2 separate regions of the Mus musculus genome follow, and region 2 is linked to region 1. The links are chromatin contacts, called in public promoter capture Hi-C maps. All regions are on one chromosome and are shown on one strand. Each heading gives the region's core, a stretch centred on a gene start, on an enhancer-like site or on the middle of the called end of the contact. The rest is flanking DNA. Distances are from core to core; before and after follow the strand shown.

What was found. Promoter capture Hi-C pulls out the DNA fragments that hold promoters and counts their contacts.
Region 2: a promoter capture Hi-C map of hippocampal neurons shows a contact between it and region 1, with 12 times the contacts expected there. The contact joins the enhancer-like site here to the promoter of Kcnj2 in region 1. A contact is called at or near these places in 3 of 39 promoter capture datasets (embryonic stem cells, hippocampal neurons and pre-B cells), 2 of 115 datasets of contacts at active chromatin or transcription factors (astrocytes and forebrain) and 1 of 9 other capture datasets (embryonic stem cells).

What each region holds. Positions count from the first base shown.
Region 1 is chr11:111,064,565-111,069,508 of GRCm38.p6, reverse strand. Kcnj2 (potassium inwardly-rectifying channel, subfamily J, member 2) reads right to left here and starts at 3,345. Exons shown (of 2, transcript NM_008425.4): 1 at 3,175-3,345.
Region 2 is chr11:113,163,073-113,167,962 of GRCm38.p6, reverse strand. All of the region lies in intron 1 of 2610035D17Rik (RIKEN cDNA 2610035D17 gene), which reads left to right. All of the region lies in intron 1 of LOC115487747 (a long non-coding RNA gene), which reads left to right. Among named protein-coding and RNA genes, the nearest start is that of Gm39467, 31 kb to the right of the region's middle. Within about 2 kb of position 2,647, at least 86 of the 459 cell types and tissues checked have an H3K27ac peak or open chromatin away from gene starts, as enhancers often do. A contact at or near this core is called in astrocytes and hippocampal neurons, where this site is marked.

The DNA of each region.
Region 1 (4,944 bases), core at 2,096-4,595:
GCATTTTCAGACGATTTGGCTTACGTAATGTTGCCAAATGTTTCATGAACACGGAGACAGCAGCAAACGCAGGTGTGCTTGTCTTTAAAACATGGGAATGGGACAAAGGAGTCCCTTCAAAGAATGTATCTGAGCTACGATTGACTTTAAAATATTTTACTGTAAACTATCACCAATGAATTCCCTTTGCACCTTCAAAAGAAGCCTTTCCCTGCCTTAACATTCGGGGCCATGCACTAACTCTCAGATTTCTTCAGGCTGACTACTGTCCCTTTCCACAGGAGAACCTTATGACTCTATGACCTCTACAGGCCCAATTAAGACTTTCCAAAATCTCAACCCTAGGACATCTGTTTGAATTCCACAAATCACACAATAGCTGTTTGCTATGAATAGCTTCCCCCACTTGGAACCTTTCAAATAGCATGTACTGAGGGGGCTGTTGTTGTCTCCTTTCCATTGCTAATGGCAGAATGGGTTCCACATGCTTACAGCATCATTTTCAGGTCTTAAAAGTGCTTCCTGGAAAGGGAAAAAACTGGTTTTTTTTTCTTTTTTCTTCCCCCGAAATGGAAAATTTCACTACGTCCAACACATATGCCCCCAGAGTACTGTGTGCATATGTGCACACACATGTCATATGTCATTGCACTTTTATGGAACTGCTTTCAATTGCAAAAGTCTAGAACCTGCTACAGTCTGGCAGGTTAACTGTCTTTATAGTTCACTTGTCTTTGTTGTTGACAGATCCACATGTCCCAGTGACTTCAAACAAGCAGAAAGTTCCTTTGCCCTTTCATCCCTCTGTGGGAATCACCAAGACATCGTGGAAAATCTTTTATGAAAAAGATTTCCATGCAATATTATCCCCCAAAATGTTCTGAGAAACAGCTAACTCATAGTATAGTCAGATAATCGTCCCTGAAGGCCGTGTAGAGAGCCAATAATGGATTTGGTGAAGAGTAAAGAAGTCACCTTAAAGCTCAGATATTTAAGGATTCAAATCTATCGTCCATGGACATGAATAATCATTTGACCCAGACCACGGCCAATGAGGTTGAAAGCATTTCTGGGAAATTGAGAGGCTACATGTGCTGCTGTTCATGTTAAGACTATTTATAGGCAGATCCAAATTTAATCATAAGCAATGGAAAAAATAGTTCAGCGTCTCAATCTTAGGTAGATCTTAGAGGAGAGAGATGGAAGTAGAGGGATGAATATGCAGGGAAAAATGGGAGGAGATATATATATATATATATATATCCTCCAAGAGAACATGTGAAAACCAGATAAAGGTACTTCGGAAGAATAAATGAAAATCACAATGTCCTATAAGAAGCTTATTGACTCTCAGTGAAAAAGTAAGTTTCTAACTAAAGACAGGAAATATCAGAAGAAAAGATGCTGGGCGAAAGAAGTCTGCTAATGAGTACTTGGAGCAGCTATTCCCCAGCTGACGCCATGTAGACCAGCCCCAGAGTGCTCTGGGCACAAGTTGCTATGTGATTCCTATTGCTGCAGAGCAACCTCTGTGAAGCTCAGTAAACAGAAGGGAGGGGGAAGGACAAGTGCAGGGGGCGGGGGGTGGGGGGGTGAGACACCCATTTATATCTGTGTGAGTGTTGCCTCTAACATTGAGACACAGCAATGTTTGTGGCAAACTCTAGGCATGTGTACATGTCAAGGACAACTTGTGTTTAGCAAACAAGAATTTATATCTTTTTAAACGTTTTGAAATGGTACCACCCTTCAGGTAAAGATGGGTGAGGGACAAGCTTCTAAACTACTCAGAATTCAAAGAAAGACAGCTGGCCAGAGAGTTTCTACAAGGAGTGTCTGAAAGGGGCTGACTGCTTTGTTTGTGTTTGCTTGTTTGTTTGTTTAAGTAATTTCACAAAAATGCAAAACAAGATCCTTTACAGCTGTCAATCATGTAACAAAATAAATACCACAATATGAAGTGAGAGGCACAAAACAAATTGAGATGACCTTGACCCTGACTGTCACTGTTCCCACCATACTTGAAGTAACCTATTTTTCTCCTGAGCGTTGGGAAGTGAGTGTGTGTGTGTGTGTGTGTGTGTGTACTCAACTATGTAATGAAAATAAAAATAAAACCCTTAGATGTGGGTAAGAAGAGAAAGACAAGTGTAATGGTAGCTCACAGTGCACCTACAGAGCTGGTTTCCAAGAGGAAATACGACTGCCTATTAATTATTAATAGGAAAAGACAACAAATGATTAAAGGAGATATATTAATTCTCTTCTGTGCTTAACCAAAACAGGTTTTCAAGCAATGCCTTTATTTACTGCCAGGTATCTTCGGAGTTTGTGAAAATCTCTAGAATGGATAACCTCATCCAAATCTCCACTGACAGACTGAAGCAGACGGACGTGCGACTACCCATTTCCTAACTTGGTTTTTCCCTCAACTGTCATAGGAGTACTAGTTATGATGCAGTCGTTTTCCTCCCTGAATCAAGTTGCTTCGATCATTGCTTCCCTTAAACCACACTGTCTTCAAATGAGGAATTTACACCATTATTACTAAGAATAGCAAAGTACTTAGGGGAGACCGACATCGGATGGGAAAGTTTTGCGGTCTTGAAGCTAAAATCCAACTCTGGCTGCTACTTTTTTCCTTTTTTTCTCAGCAAAGGAACTTTGAGACTTGAGAAGCTCACTCTGGAATTTTGTGCTGTATCTGTAGCAAGGACTCCCCCTCCCCAAACACCAAGGATCTAGATTAAGTGCTAAGTCTCTTGGTCCGATCAAGCCCCAGTCTCCTTCTCTTCCTCCCTCTCACCCGCAATAAGAGGAAGAATCCACGCCAGGCTCGCGCTTGACTCTAAACCCAATATCTCCCTACAGCTGGTGCATTGGAAGTTATGAGCACAAACAGATGCTGCAGAGAAATCTGTTTCTATTGCTCAACTCTTCCAAGCGTGTCTCAGTATTTTTAGCTCTGAGGATGTTCTGGTGCGCACACAAACTATATAGGCAATGAGCCGGGACTCCAAAGCTTGCGGGAGGAAAGCATTAACAGCAGCCTGACAACTGGGCACCTCCGGAGCAGCCGGAGCTGTAGGGTAGAGGACTGTGGAGCAAGTTCATTGCCCTGGACACACACAGACAACCCAGAAGAGAACAGGAAGAAAACACAGAAGCCCTTACCTGTTGCTGGTACAGGATCATGGGGACATGGAGTGGAAGTGGGGATTACAGAAGCATGTAAGATCCAGTGGTTTTTGTGAAAGAGAATGAGCCGAAGCAAGTGAGAATTCCCAAGACACTGCTTGCCGGTGCTGGGAAGGCTGCGCGCTGGCCAGGGCTCCAGTGCGCTCTGCGATAGCCTGGAGGCGGTCCTTGTGATAACCGGCCTTGTTGGCTCCGCCCTCTGCCCACTGTTGGCCAATCGGAGCGCACGTGGCTGCGCTTCCCCCGCCCCGGGAACCGCCATCAGGAGGAGGAGGAGGAGGATCTCTACACCCGCGGACCCTGGCTCTGCCAGCCTCGGAACCTGCTGTGGCTTCCTCTACCTCCTCCAGCTGCCTAGCCTGGTCTGAGAGTCCAGCTCTGGGCTGAGGAGGAGGAAGTCGCGGCCCAGAGGGTACAGCAACAGGTGGGAAGCTCAGCCTCCATGCGGCTGCCTAATTGCAGCCTGGCCTTGGGCAAAGCTTCCTACTGGGTTCTGTGAGACCCACACTTCCCGGTTTCTTTCCACAGTGGAGGCCGGCTGTACGTGTTCCTGTATAAGGGCCCGAGAGGTGTCAGTGCCTGGGAAAGACGTCTACAGCAGGGAGGGAATAAATAACCACTGGGGTGCGTCTCCCTCCAGCCCTTTTCCAGCCTGTAGACTGTGGAAACCCACAGAGCACTCAACTGCAGCTTGCGGATAATCCTTAAATTAAACCTGGAAAGGGTCCCGGGACCCGCACTCAATACCCTGCAAAATTTAGATGTGCTAGCGATTGCTTGTCTGACTGGGCCGTTTCTCCTCGCAAATGATGGTGAATTACTTACAAAAAAAAAAAAAAGAAAAAAAATGCGCCTAGACTTCTCTGGGATGTGTGGGGGAAGGGAGGGAGCCGCTGGTTCCTTTCGCCTTGTCCGCCCTCGCCCTCGATCTTTCTCTCCACCACCGCCCGGCAAGCTCTGCTCATGTAAAACCAGAACAATTAGAGAGTAATGAATTCTCTGGAACAGCAACTCCTACAGACTCTCAGCTCTGCCCTCGCTCCAGCGCCTCCCCGTCCTCCTTCCCAGCAACCAGGCAAGAGTACTGCAGACCTTCAAAAACCAGCCTCGGTTAGCACCTGCATCCTGACAATTTATAAATGAATTCTCCACTGAGTGTGTAAAGCAGGTGCATGTTATCTCTGAGTACATTGGTATCGTAGCGAAGCTTTGCTTTTAAAATGACATGATGCGTTTAGGAGTCTTTTATCTTCCACGGAGTTTTGCAGTCCGGTTTAATGAATATGCTTCAAGCACCCCAAAGCATCTGCCTACCTTTAACTTAAGCCCGTAAAGACTGCCTTGAGTCACCAAACAACCTCTACAAAATATTTCGCGTTCTAGGTGGTAGGAGCAGGGCACACTTTTATGTGTACGAGTGTTGAAAGGAGCCGTTCTGAGCTGCTGAGTGGATACCCACCTCCTAGTCCCACATCCGCACTTGGCCCCTAGGAGGTGCTGGTGAAATGTGCATAGATTTTCATTTTACCTTAAGAAGCCTGCCTCTTTTCCTAGCATGAGCAATACACTTAAGAGGGTGCAGAATGGATCATGAAAGCCCTGGGACTCTTTTGATATCCAAATGGCATTTCATTTGCTGAGGCTGAATCCCCATCAAGCCCCAATACTGAGGGTTGCCATTTAAGCCCTTGTATAATGGGATATTTTTTCCCACAAGGAAAGTCTTCTTTATCATATATTAAGTCA
Region 2 (4,890 bases), core at 1,398-3,897, 2.1 Mb before region 1:
TGCAAACCAGCAGGAGAGGGTAGCGCGGGACCAAGCCAGGTTTTGAGCAGAAAGTAGCAAGATCTGAGATAATTGAGGTGGGGTCAACGAGGGGAGGTGTTACTGTACTGGAAAAGCTGGTCAGAGGTCCAAGAGCCAGACTAGCAACCCATCAAGGCAGGGAGGGGCGATTCTAGTGCTTCTGGGTCCAGGGAGATGGCTGGACCCACCTAGCAAGGAAGGGGTGGCGTGGGCAAGGTCAGCTTTAGAGAAGGTGCATTCTGGGCGATCTCATCCTACAGGGCGCAGACCAGACGGCGAGGTGACTGAGGGCCTAGGACTGAGGGACAGACCCAGCTCGGGGCCTGATAAGGCAGCCGTTGGGAGCCCTGTTCTGCACCAGCATCCCGCTAAACCTTGACATTACACGTCCCTCAGCTTCGGTCCCTCAGCTTCGTCCTGCTGAGTGGTCCCCATTATGTGGAGAAGCCAGAGAGGGTGTCTAGACAGCAGACGCTCATGTGATACTTCATGAGGGCTCGGATGAAGCCCAGCCTGTAGCTGTCTTTGTCACCGTGGTCTGACTTCCCTGCTGCGCACTGGCAGTTTATGAAGCAGGTGACTTGTGAGCATAGAGCATCCACAAAAGTGAGAAGGAGACAAGGAAATGTTATGTCGCTGTGTTCCGAGGCTTCCGAGAACAGCTGTTTCTGGGAGATGGCTCGGTGGGTAAAGTGTTGGCTCTGGAGGCAGGAGGACCCAGCCAGAGCCCTAAGATCTGCTTAAAAGCCAGGCAAGGCAGGGTTATGCTCTTGGCTGCTGTAATACCAGCACTGGGGAGGCAGAGACTGGACACATCACACACACACACACACACACACACACACACACACACACACACACACAACGAGCTCACTGGCCAGCCAGCCTAGGAAAATCGGTGAGCCTGCTGGTTTACTAAGAGACCCTTATCTCAAGAACCAAGGCAGAGATCAGCAGAAGAAAATGCCCAAAGTGGACTTCTGTCCTCCACACACGCAGGCACACACGCAGGCACACACGCCCCCCCCCCAACACATGTATACACTCGCACAAGCATGCAAGTGTGTTTCTGCAAGTGGGAATGTCAGAGCTATGAGCCTCCAGGGGAGGGAGGGTTGAGAACAGTTTCTTTGTATCTGGCAGTTGGGGTGTCATTGAATAACCTTGAGTCCTGGCAGCTCCAAGGGCGAGCTGGGCACGCTGGCCTGGAAGTCAATTGCAGAAGCCAGAGCAGGGAGGGGCCCATGCAGAAGGTGCTTCCGGGAGGGAGGCCTAAGATTGGTGTGGGAGTGAAGCTAGAAAGGGCAGGGTCCACCCTGAAGGCCTCAGCCCCTCACCTGCACAATCTCTCATGCCCAAACCTAGCTAGGCATTTCTAGCCAGCTCTGTCTGCAAAGATGCCCCTCCCTCTTGAAAAATGTGCACATCTCTGTCTGATAAAACCTTGTTCCCCCTGGAGGGAGAGAAAGGAGGGAGGGAGGGAGGGAGGGAGGGAGGGAGGGAGGATGGCGTCTGGAGGCAGGAAGCCAGTGTTGGAATCCAGGCCTGGCTTTGTCCCTCTCCAATGGGCAGCTAGGGGTAGGGTGTTTCATTTCTGGGTTCTGCCTTTCCTATAGAAAAAGATCATAAAAAGAACCCATCTCCTAAGGTTGTGGTGAAAGCTGAACAAGGTCCTGTGTGCAGTGGAGCCAGCACTAGGACAGAGATTGCATGTGCAGAGCCAGCACTAGGACAGAGGGCGCCCCACTGTTCTGTCCGCCTTTACACAGCACTGCCCCCTCTCATGTCTGCAACTCTATTTTCTGCTGGAAACGGTATCAGAATATATTAAGTAGAAAATTTCAGAAATAAAGAATTTGTAAATATTGAGTGATTTTTTTAACACCCCCCCCCCAGTGTATTGTTATAATTATTCTGGTTGTTTAATAGTTATTGATAATCTCTTAATTTGCTTTTCATACTAAATTCTATCATAGTTATAAATGTGCAGGAAAATAATATAATTAGGTCTTCAGATATACACTGGTCTGGAACACTCCTCTATTTGCAAAGTATGTGTTTTTATTTTTGTGTTTTGAGTCCTTCTTGGACTGTAATTTGACTCCAAGGACCAGATCTGTCCCAGGAGGCACTTGGAATTAAATGCTGAGTTCCAGAAGGGAGTGTTAAAGCCATGGCCTGTCAGGGCTGCAGGCGGCAACTCCCACTCGGAGGCTCCATTCCTTCCCACAGCCTGGACTCGCAGCTGCCTTGCTGTCTCTCTGTTGCCCCATCCCTGCATAATTCAGGCAGGCTGATAGGCCTGCTACTCAGGTGGTGCCCTCTCTGCCCCATAGCTCTTGAGAAACCTGTAGGCTCTGAGCACATTGCTAGAGGAGAGGGCGGTGCCTGGGTTATGACCTCTCTCAGAGTTGGAACAGGGTCTCCGAACATCCTCCAGGGCAGATTCCAGGTCAGCCCTGGAGGGTGTCGCATGCCTTGACAGATGGTGTCCGGCTGTAGGCTCCTGCCCCACGTCCTGGAATGAAGGCTTGGCAGCCCTGTTTTCTCCAGGGACAGTTGACACTGGGAACCCTGGACATTGTCCCTGAGCTCAGGGCATGCGTCTCGCGACCATTCGCAAACTGACCACTTGATGGCGCTGTGGCTCCACCGTGTGCCTGCTTTCTCCTCCGGGCCCCTGGCTGAGCTGCAGTGGTCATCCAGGCGCCCGACTGTGCCCTGGCTGCTGGTGGGGCGCAGCGCCTGACGCCTGCCCGTTCTGCTTGAGCACAAATGCAGAGCTCAGAGCTAGTTTCTCCTGCAGCGAAGGAAGTTTGGGGTGTTGGTATTGTGTTCTGTGCTGTGTGTTCCTGCAGCTTCCCCAGCAGCGGGTCAGACGCCCTAGTGTGCTAAAGAACGGTTTAGAGCCATCTGCATCCTGACCTGGTGGTGATCACTGTCTTTGGGGCAGAAGTGATAGCTAGTCTGAACTCTTGTCTAGAGTTTGTACTTAGGAGAGAAAGCTAGCTAAACACAGAATGGAAGAAGGGTAGGAAGAGGAGGAAGAAGAGGAAGAGGAGGAGGAGAAGGAGGAGAAGGGGGGGGCGGGGGAAGAAGAGGAGGAAGGAGGAGAGATTGGAAACTCTTTCCTAGATGAGCTTTGCAGTCATTCTGTGTCAAACCCTTCAAGGGGCGACCGAAAACAAAGAGCCTCCGTGAGTTTGCCTTAGAAATAGTTCTCTCCGAGGTCTATTCTGGTTGCACAAATGTGTACCCCTTCCACCCCTGAGCAGGGTCACTTCATTCATTCCGTTTTCAGTGCACACCCACTCACTGCGGAGCCAAGGGGTTTCCTCACAAGCTTGTTTGTAGATGTTGTTTTAAAAGCACGTCCTTCTTTGGGGTTTCTGTACGCAGAGGCAGGGGTTTGGGTCACCCGGGTCTCACTGAAGCTATGGTTTGGGGGGGGGGGAGGGGGGCGGGGGGCGTTTGGAAGAAGGTGATAAGATTGTCTCTTACAGGGAAAGCCAAATGAAGAGCTAAGCTCCTGATTGGAAGTGCTTTCCTTTTTGTAGCTCCATTTAAGACCAGGACTGTTCTCAGGAAAACAGAGTAGGTTCTGAGTTCAGGCCTCTCTTCTGGGGCTCCTCTCCCAGAAGCCCTCTGTCTCTGTGGAGGTCAGAGCCTTTCCCAGCTGCCTGGGCCAGTGACTGAGAGGCGAGTCCCAGGGGTCACTGCACCAGACCCTTGCCCCCCTGGAACAAATGCAGCCGGCTGGTGGGGGTGGGGGTGGGGGCTGGGGGCTGGGCTGCTCCTCCTAGATCTGCCTGCCCCTAGGGCCAGGCACAGTGTGGGGCCTGAGCTAGACTTGTCCAGAGGCAGGCAGGGCTAAGGGAGGTTGTGACCCCACCCCAGCTGGGGAGGGCAGTGGGAAAGGAGGAACCTGGAGAAGCTGTCCTAGCCAAGCAGGCTAACTCCCAGCTTCCCCTGGGCCAGAGGGCCCCCTGTCGCCTGGCAAAGGACAATTTGTACTTTTATTCTTACGCTATCCTAAGGCTCACTCACCTGCAAGTGTACTATCTGGTGCCTCACAGAGGCTCAGGAGTTGTGTGGCTTCTCAAAAAAGAGAAAGGAGACCACGGAAAGAGAGGCAGGAACGGAAAGGAGACCCACCATCAGTCACTGCAGCACGTGGACCCCCATGATAGCCCAGGAAAGCCCAGCGTGTCCGCTGTGTCCACACGGCCCCGAGCAGCTCTGTGCGAATGTGGCTCTTCAGCCATGCAGAGCTCTTGATTACCAAGACAGGAACTCACAGACACTCACAGTTCAGGTTTCAAGATGGAATACATCCATTTCAGTTACAGGGTGTGTGTGAAGAGCATGGAGTTGGTGGCCAGTCTCTTCCCTATATTAGAGTTCTGGAATCCATCTTGAGTTGGTTTTTGTCTACGGGACGGAGTTTCCTAAAAGACCATTGGTTACAGAAGTGCTTCCTGTGAGATAAGAGCTTTGCTTCGGTCTTGCTGTTTAGTCCTCCCAAGACCCCAGCAACTCCCTTGTGGTCACCTCTGGATGCCTGTGACACTGAGGCCCTGACCGACAGCTCTCTGCCTGATCAAGCAGATGTGACATCTGAGAGCCAGACTCGAGGCCCTGCTGCAAGGCCTCCATTGCCTTCCTCATGCTACCCTACCTCGTGTGGTCTGAGTCGGAGCCTTGTGGCTTTCTCCTCTGGTCATGGGTGGCTCTTCCCACTCAGACTCTGTGCGAGAAGCTACCCTGGAGGTTTGGACAGAGGAAGTTCAGGGGCATTCATCAAGGAAACCTCAGTTTGGGATATATGCCCTGCCAAGGTGACATGTGCTCTGTGTGTGTGTGTGTGTT